Regions from separate parts of the Bombyx mori genome. Here region 2 is linked to region 1. The links are chromatin contacts, called in public Hi-C maps. All regions are on one chromosome and are shown on one strand. Each heading gives the region's core, a stretch centred on a gene start, on an enhancer-like site or on the middle of the called end of the contact. The rest is flanking DNA. Distances are from core to core; before and after follow the strand shown. Region 1 overlaps LOC101739270 (interference hedgehog). Region 2 overlaps LOC101739270 (interference hedgehog).

Region 1 (4,196 bases), core at 208-2,707:
AATACCATAATACATTAATTTAAAACACAAATCACCCCAACGGTTCTGAACTATATTTCATATCAGCCATTCTGTATCGCCTCGACTAAATTTGTGTGATCCATAAATCGATTGTCGAAAAGCAGCACTTTGTTGTGTAATTAGATCTCATGTCATTGATATGCGTTTACCCCTTGTGAGACCACACATGGTTCAGTTCCGGACACGCTTATTTCCAAACTTCTATAAAGTTTGAGCACTTTTTTTAAATTAATATAGCATGGCTGTTCCCAAATTTGAGCCTTTAAAGCTTTACTCTGCAGAAATTAGTTTCGGCCAGACTTTAATCTTTCATTATTTGGCCGATTTTGGTTTAATTATATAAGGTATTTTATATGATGTTAATTATAGCAACGCCATCGAGGCTTACAGTGAAAGCTCCGCCCTTGCTTGCCGGAAGCCAACTAGTTTATTTCCAGTTATCAACAAATTATAGCCCAAGACTTTTTGGGATATTCTGTATAAAAGTTCTAAATGAGATACAAAATTTCTCTTACGCATTTGTAGAATTCTCCACATCGTAACGTTTACAGTTCAATAAATACCTGTTTGCTGTAGTTGATAAGTGTTCAAGACCATGTTTGAGAATCTAACGGTAATAGTGGTTCTTCAAGCTTCATGTAATTTATTTTCCTATCGATTAATACGCACTTTTCTGCGTTAGTTAAAGTAGAAGGTATTTCATGTTCTACTTTGATTCTCGGTAAATATGGATGTTATTGTTGATGTAACATACTTTTAAAATGTTACTTAAATGAAACCCGGTCAGGTTTTGCTTTTGCTAAATGGACATATGTAAAGCATCATTTGTTAAGATCATTTTCAACCTGTTGTATACCATAAGATAATTGCAATGGCAAAAACTTTTCTTAAGTGGTAACAGTAACTGTATGAAGGCGTATCTCATTCATATAACAACAAAAATCAATATACGTGTTAAAACCGGCCACATTTTATGGTAAAATTTAATAATTGTCTCAAAATATTATCGAGGGACTTAAGCTACATATCGCTTAAGACGCGACATTTATCTTTGTAATTAAATATTTTATTTGGTATCAGCATAAACAGTTCGATGCTTTTAATTTAACTTCAACTAAGCTTACTCCGTTGAAATAGCAGAAGAAGTTTTTTTGTTATGGTATTTTCTCCAAATTTTAAACTTCAAATGGCTCTCCAGTAATATTGCAAAAATGATGCTTAAACCAAACGGCTTTCCACCCCTCGTTATAGGTATAGAATATACCCCTGATGCTATTTAAGTCGACGTTTGAACTTGTCTACTTATAAATTAAAAGCTTCTTAGACTACTAAGATAATCTAGCTACTTATGTAGCCGGTGTATTTCATTCATACTAGAGTTCAAATATTCTTTTTAATGTTAAAAGTTATCTGAAGACGCATTTTCATTGAACCGCTGCCCTCTGATGTCATACACGAATTTGTACTAGGCATTATCATTTTGTAATCAGCACCGACTATCTATGTAATATAAAGAGCATTACAATTATTATGTATTATATATGTACAGTTTATTCTGTGAAATGTTGTCTTTCGACTTTCTTATTGGTCTTATGTGTCTTAGTGTTTTTACTGTTGTTTAGGGTTTGTTTCTTCTGTTTTTATTTTTTATTATGAATACTTAGTAGATGTGACCAGGCCTAGGGCCGACGTTTCCTGACTATTCTGGGGCAAAGTGAAAATTGACACTCTGTTACATAAATTAAATATATTCATCTAATACATGTTTTGAAGTCGTCGTGGCCTAACGGATAAGACGTCCGGTGCATTCGTGTTGAGCGATGCACCGATGTTCGAATCTCAGGCGGGTACCAATTTTTCTAATGAAATACGACTCAACAAATGTTCACGATTGACTTCCACGGTGAAGGAATAACATGGTGTAATAAAAATAAAACCCGCAATATTATAATTTGCGTAATTACTGGTGGTAGGACCTCTTGTGAGTCCGCGCGGGTGGGTACCACCGCCCTGCCTATTTCTGCCGTGAAACAGTAATGCGTTTCGGTTTGAAGGGTGGGGCAGCCGTTGTAACTATACTGAGACCTTAGAACTTATATCTCAAGGTGGGTGGCGCATTTACGTTGTGGATATCTATGGGCTCCAGTAACCACTTAACACCAGGTGGGCTGTGAGCTCGTCCAACCATCTAAGCAATAAAAAAAAGAAAATGTCCAGATGTCTTACCTTTCATACGCGCCCTTACCATACGTGAGTTGTTTAAATTGAAGCACATATGTATACTCGTATATTATATACAACTATACTATACTACTAACTAACTATACTACATACAAGTACTTATTGTAGAACTTAATATTATTACCTTTTTTATTACGAAATTATAAGTCAAATAAAAAAAAGTAAGTTGTCAAACAAAATCTTTTTAGACGAGAGTAACGGATAATACCATTAAGATACGCAATATTTGAATAATGCTTTGAAAACGATCACCACATTTTGAAGTCCTTGACAATTTCGTCGCCCTAGACACCCACCCTAGTACCCTTAGTGCAAGCCGGAACCTTTAGACCGGAATGCGTGTCTGTGTCACGGCAGAAATAACGTCGTATTACGCCATTACTAAGATATACCAAAGTGCTCTATAGTACACCAATAAGGGTAAAGCCGGGAGGCTTTATAGAAATCAACTAAGATATTTGCTTGGGGCCTTTACAGGGCGCCTTGGGATTGTGGACTACCTATGTAATATAAACTTGATTGATGACACAACAAACATATTGTATTCAGAGGCAGATTGTATATGTGAACTGTGCATCACATATTTTGGAGGAGTTAATATCTTAGGCTATGGTTACTATGTATGGCAGTAGGATAATATGTTTTGGCCTCCAAATTTTATCACAAGATTCATGTGGACAGTGTTTGGAGATGAGGAATAAATGGCGGTGGCATGGGAATAAAGATCTCAAGAATCGAAGCGTCTGTTGGTTGCCTGCCCAGGCCTTAAGAGACACTAAATAATACTCACTACTAATATGGACGGACGATGGAGAAGTTGCAATGAGATTTGGTCATATATTCAAGAGTTTCTCACGGTTTTGTATTTCTCACACAGTTTAATTTACAGTGAAGTACGCGTCCAATGAAATAGCACAATATATTTCTTACCCGTCTGATATTTAAGAACGGAACGAAAGCATATAATTTTTATACTCGCGAGGCGTGTGGCATGCGGGCCTTTTACAATTGTTTTACGTTCCGTCTTTTTTTGTTTTTCGTTTTTTATTATTATTAAAAACTGCCTTTTTATAACCTCGTTCATAAACTCGATTCTTCTTGTGTGTATGCGATGCTTCGAATTCGTAAATGGCTGCGGGCGATCTGACACGTGAGAGTATTCTTATTGTGTCTTGGGTATATTACTAATGCAGTTTGAAACGACGAATTAAATTTATTTTTGGAACGAAGTTCCTTATGGGACGATGCGGAGGGGTACCCTAACCGGGAAAAAACGTCCGTAACGTAAGATTTTTACTAGTAATGCACACAGTGTACGACTTAACTTTGTAATAACGTACAAAAAATAACATATTTTTTTATCATTCATTGACCACGATCTCAGAGCGTTCGTTTGCGCAATACACTAACTCATACGCAAACAACCGTGAATGAAGTGTACCACAATAAGTTCGCACGTTACCGAATGACCGTGGGTTGTTGCGAAACCTCCAGTTTTATTTTATTTATACCTCGAATAGAACTTAAAATTAATATTTTTAAAATAAAGAACTTCGTTCCTATCCGGCGACCCACGACACCACACATCTTTTTTATTACTTATTTTCCGGTTTTCGATAGAAGGTTTCAATGTGCAACGATAGATTGTTTCGCGACGTAAATAGGTAGATGGCGCAGTTGGAAATAAGTGTAGGTTGTCGTGAGTTCATTACCAGTGCAAAATAAAGATATGTGCATAAGTATGATGAACAACGTGAAATCTATATGGGTGATTATACAAAAATTGGGTAACTCTATGTCATCAGCCAATATATACAAAGTCTTATTATATTTTATTGAAATACCAATTTATTTTAAAACAACGAAACGTCCTTTATTTGGTCACCCAATTTCACTTCTTTATTTTAAATACAAGTTAGTAAAAAAACCAAATT
Region 2 (4,340 bases), core at 631-3,130, 43 kb after region 1:
ATACACTACCGCAAATTCTTGACCAGATTTCGAATAGCAGCGGTGTACTCGAACCAAGACAACAATCAGGGTCGGAGCAGTACGCGTTTCTTCCTGCAGAGCGGCGAGTACAAAGGGCCCAGTGCACCTGTACTCACCAAAGTTGAAGCCACCTCGCCTCACAGCCTACAGTCAGATTGGACGGTACGAATACACCTTAATCTATACATTAATACGTGAAGCCAAAACCTTTGTACCCCTTTTATGAAAATTGCGCGGATGGAGGAGCATTAAACTTCCCACACTTACAGAGAATATAGAGAAGGAGTGCAGAATGTTAAAATTGTTTTTAATTATGCATTAATAATACATTAAATTAATTAAAAAAACATTACGCACACTACCATGTATATGACACACACACGCTTATACTCTTTGTGTATTGTCAAAGTTTTCTTATTGTTTATAGTCTGTGGTCAAATTGAGAATAGATTAATATAGTTTGTCTTTAATATTATTTGTTTATAGTGTAGTTTTTGCGAAATATGTGATTATAGAAGTTTAAAAGTCTGACAGTAATAAAGCCATAATAATGTACATACTTATAATTTCAATTAGGTAATTATAGTCGAATTTCCACTACTGTGGGACCACTAGTCTTACATAACGCGGCTAAAAAGATCACAAGACTTTGTGCTGAATTACACACAAAAAAATAAAAGTGCCTTCTCTAAACTCCACTCCAATTGCTCTACGTGTACCTGCGATATGGAAAAGCAGAGGACTGTAGGCAAACGCGTCTAAAAAGATCACAAGACTTTGTGCTGAATTACACACAAAAAAAAAGTGGTGTCTTCTTTAAACTCCACTCCAATAGCTCTACGTGTACCCGCGATATGTAAAGGCAAAGGACTCTAGGCGAACGCGCCTAAAGAGACCACAGGGCGATAAGAAAAGGCAAAATACTCTAGGCAAACGCGCCTAAAAAGATCACAAGACTTTATGCTGAATTACAAACAAATAAAAAAAAAATTCCAAATAGGAAACTAAAAATACATATTTATATTTTTTTCATAAATGTAATTGATTTTACGGTGATACGCGTTTTATTATAATAGTATACAATATATTCTCATTATATTTGTATAATTCTGACTACTTTAGTGTTTCGAAATATTTTAATATAGACGTACATACACGTATACATATAATATTTTATTTGAACAGCGTATTAAATCATAAGCTTTGATTGGACAGAAGTTTTATCACAACTACTTCTTCAACTAAATAGCACAGATTACATCGTCTTCACCTACGGTTGCTTGACGTCAACTCTTCTCGAGAAATACGATGGCCATGGATTAGTTAATCATGGAATCAGTAGGACTGTTATGTTATTTTTTGATTGCTCTCTAAAGAAATTCACGAATGGCTCCGTGTTTAATGGTTAATGGAGCTTACGGATGTCAAAACGAGAATTCTTCCACCAGATGCTTAGTGGGCTTTTATTTGCGTGGACGAGCTCACATCGCACCTGGTGTTAAGTGGTTAGTGGAGCCCATAGACATCTGAAAAGTAAATGCGCCACCCAACTTGAGATATAAGTTCTAAGGTCTCAGTATAGTCACTACGGCTGTCCCACCCTTCAAACCGAAACGCATTATTGCTTCACGGCAGAAACAGGTGGGGTGGTGGTACCTACCCGTGCGGACTCACAAGAGGTCCTACCACCAGTAAGTCACAAGAGGTCCTACCATCAGTAACCTCCACCTTGGGCTTACCTTGTTGTAGTGGTCTCGTGGTGATGGTGCGGAGACAGAAGGGTTCTATCTCTGTGTGCGTGCGGTGTCCTCTGCGGGAGCTTACGAGTGCGTGAGAGCTCCTGCATCAGCTCGTTCGTTAGAGCTGCACCACTTCTCACCCGATACTCAATATGAGTTGAAGCTCAGGGCGTACACATTACAGGCCCCTTCTGAATTCAGCGCTATTAAGGTCAGTTTGAAAATCAAGTCAGTTTTTTTTATTGCTTATATTGTTGGACGAGTTCACAGCCCACCTAGTGCTAAGTGGTTGTTGGAGCCCATGGACATCTACAACGTAAATGCGCCACACACCTTGAGATATAAGTTCTAAGATCTCAGTATAGTTACAACGGCTGCCCCGCCCTTCAGACCGAAACGCATTACGGCTTCACGGCAGAAATAGGCAGGGCGGTGGTACTTACCTGCGCGGACTCACAAGAGGTCCTACCACCAGTTTGAAAGTCATCAACGTTAGATTGTTCACGTATGTGATGGATGTGCCATCTGTAACAGCATCATCAATCAAGCACCAATCGACTGCTATCTGAATTTAAGTGAGCGGCAGATTGCTCTTTGTTATGACGAAATTTTAATTTTCAGATTTTTTACTGGCTTAAAATATTAAGACATTTCGCGCTACAAAAACCCCTGGTGTAGACAGTGCTATGAATCGAATGAATTAATGGAAGTGGTTTATAAAAATGAAATAATACAGGTGGCAAAGACCCAGAAGCTATCCAACGCGCCGACATCGACGAGTCCAGCGCCGGTGTCGGAGGCGGGCGCGACCGGTGCGGGGGGCGCGGGGGGCGCGGGCGTGGCGTTGGGCGCGGCGCTGGGCGCGGGCGGCGTGCTGGTCGCCGCGCTGTTCGCCGCGCTCATGTGTCGGCGAGCCAGGAGACTGCCTAAACACAGTGAGCATTCCACTTAATTTTTCAACACCTGCAAAAAAAATAGCCGAAGAAAATGGCCTTGTTTAAACTGGGAACTTGGAAACAGCTGTATCATCAGCAATGGTAAGCAATTGGCTTAAGGAGAACTGTACTCCTCCGACGTCAATCAAAATATCCTCAACCACCAGTCACCGTCCTCGTCGATTACGACGAAGACTTCGACGACCCACAGACACAGCCCACTGAGTTTCTCGCCGGATCTTCTCAGTGGGTCGCGATTCCGAGCCGATGGTAGAATTTTCGAAGCGCTGCTCTTCCTAGGGCTAGTATTAGTAAATTCTCTCAGGTTTAACCCGTGAACTCACCTACCCTTCCGCGCGAAGACAGAGGAAAATCTAAATATCTAAATGTATCGATATCAATAAATGTCTGGATCTGGGAGGAAGGGCGGTTATATGAGGCAGCGCAGTGAAAGCCGGCATGTTGGAGATTGCACTACTCGCCAATTAACAGTCTATTGTCAAGAATAGTAATTAAATCGAATCGTTTTTCACAAAACACTTGCAGCAACGAATTTCTAAGAAAACTCATTAAGTCGATTTCTCATTAAAACCCAGCTCAGACAACAAACGTTAGATGTGATTTGTATCGGTAAATAATCTATAAGTGAGCTATTTATATTATTAGAAAGGAATAGTATACCAATTACGTTCAATTAAAATGGTTACGCCCACGAACACGAATTCAGAGTAGAACTAATCACCGAAGTAAGGTTCGACTTTCAAAATGAACCGCGTATATCTATCTATACTATCTATCCACGTATCTATACTAATATTATAAAGAGGAAAGATTTATTTGTTTGTTTGTATTGAATAGGCCCCGAAACTACTGAACCGATTTGAAAAATTCTTTCACTGTTTGGAAGCTAAACTATTCCCGAGTGACATAGGGTATAATCTTTTTTAAAAAAAAAAGGGATTCGTACTAAAATTCCAATAGTGTAATCCAAGGTGTAAAAAAATTACCTAAAATATTCTTTACATCGCGTGCCCTGCGAAAACTATTCATGATTTCTAAAATATTTCTTTTGAAATTGATTTCTTAAAATAATATACTACAAATTTGTAGAACACATTATTATTTACAAAAAGTGTCGCGACAGCATATGTTTAACATAGTTATGCCGCAATAAGTGTTTTTTTATTAAAAAAAAATAAAACAACGTCAAATATCGTTGAAATTTTTGTTAAAGACCCGAGCGGAGCCGGAGCGGGCTGCTAGTAAATTATATGCTTTGTCAAGGTACCAGCAATATATGAAAAGTGGCGTGCGAGTAGTTAACAAAAGGGGTTTTGTTGTACATTACGCGATAGTCGCAGTGCAGTGTATTGCTTGTTTGGCTAGTTAAATATAAAAATACATATAATTATTATTTACAAGCATCAGCAATCAATGCCTATTTTATTGCACGCAATGAAACACAAATTAAGATTTAACTCATACGGGGAGTCAAAGCCTTAGTGCGTTGTTAGGTTTACTAGCCGGTGTCAAAAGAAGATCTACTGTGTAATCAAGAACTGCCGTCGAAAAAGAAAAAAATTTTTTTTAAAAGAAATAGCTTTCAAAATATTGGCATGTGGATAGTACAATATTCAGATGATAT

What was found. Hi-C and Micro-C count contacts between places; a contact is called where the count stands out from the background.
Region 2: a Hi-C map of whole pupa shows a contact between it and region 1, with 4 times the contacts expected there. The contact joins two enhancer-like sites. A contact is called at or near these places in 2 of 7 Hi-C or Micro-C datasets (both in whole pupa).

What each region holds. Positions count from the first base shown.
Region 1 is chr18:11,854,889-11,859,084 of ASM3026992v2, forward strand. The region is part of intron 1 of LOC101739270 (interference hedgehog); the gene reads left to right. Among protein-coding and RNA genes, the nearest start is that of LOC101739270, 11 kb to the left of the region's middle. Within about 2 kb of position 1,458, at least 2 of the 8 cell types and tissues checked have open chromatin away from gene starts, as enhancers often do.
Region 2 is chr18:11,896,996-11,901,335 of ASM3026992v2, forward strand. LOC101739270 (interference hedgehog) reads left to right here. Exons shown (of 16, transcript XM_038017187.2): 12 at 27-183; 13 at 1,771-1,971; 14 at 2,497-2,695. Among protein-coding and RNA genes, the nearest start is that of LOC134200587, 14 kb to the left of the region's middle. Within about 2 kb of position 1,881, at least 2 of the 8 cell types and tissues checked have open chromatin away from gene starts, as enhancers often do.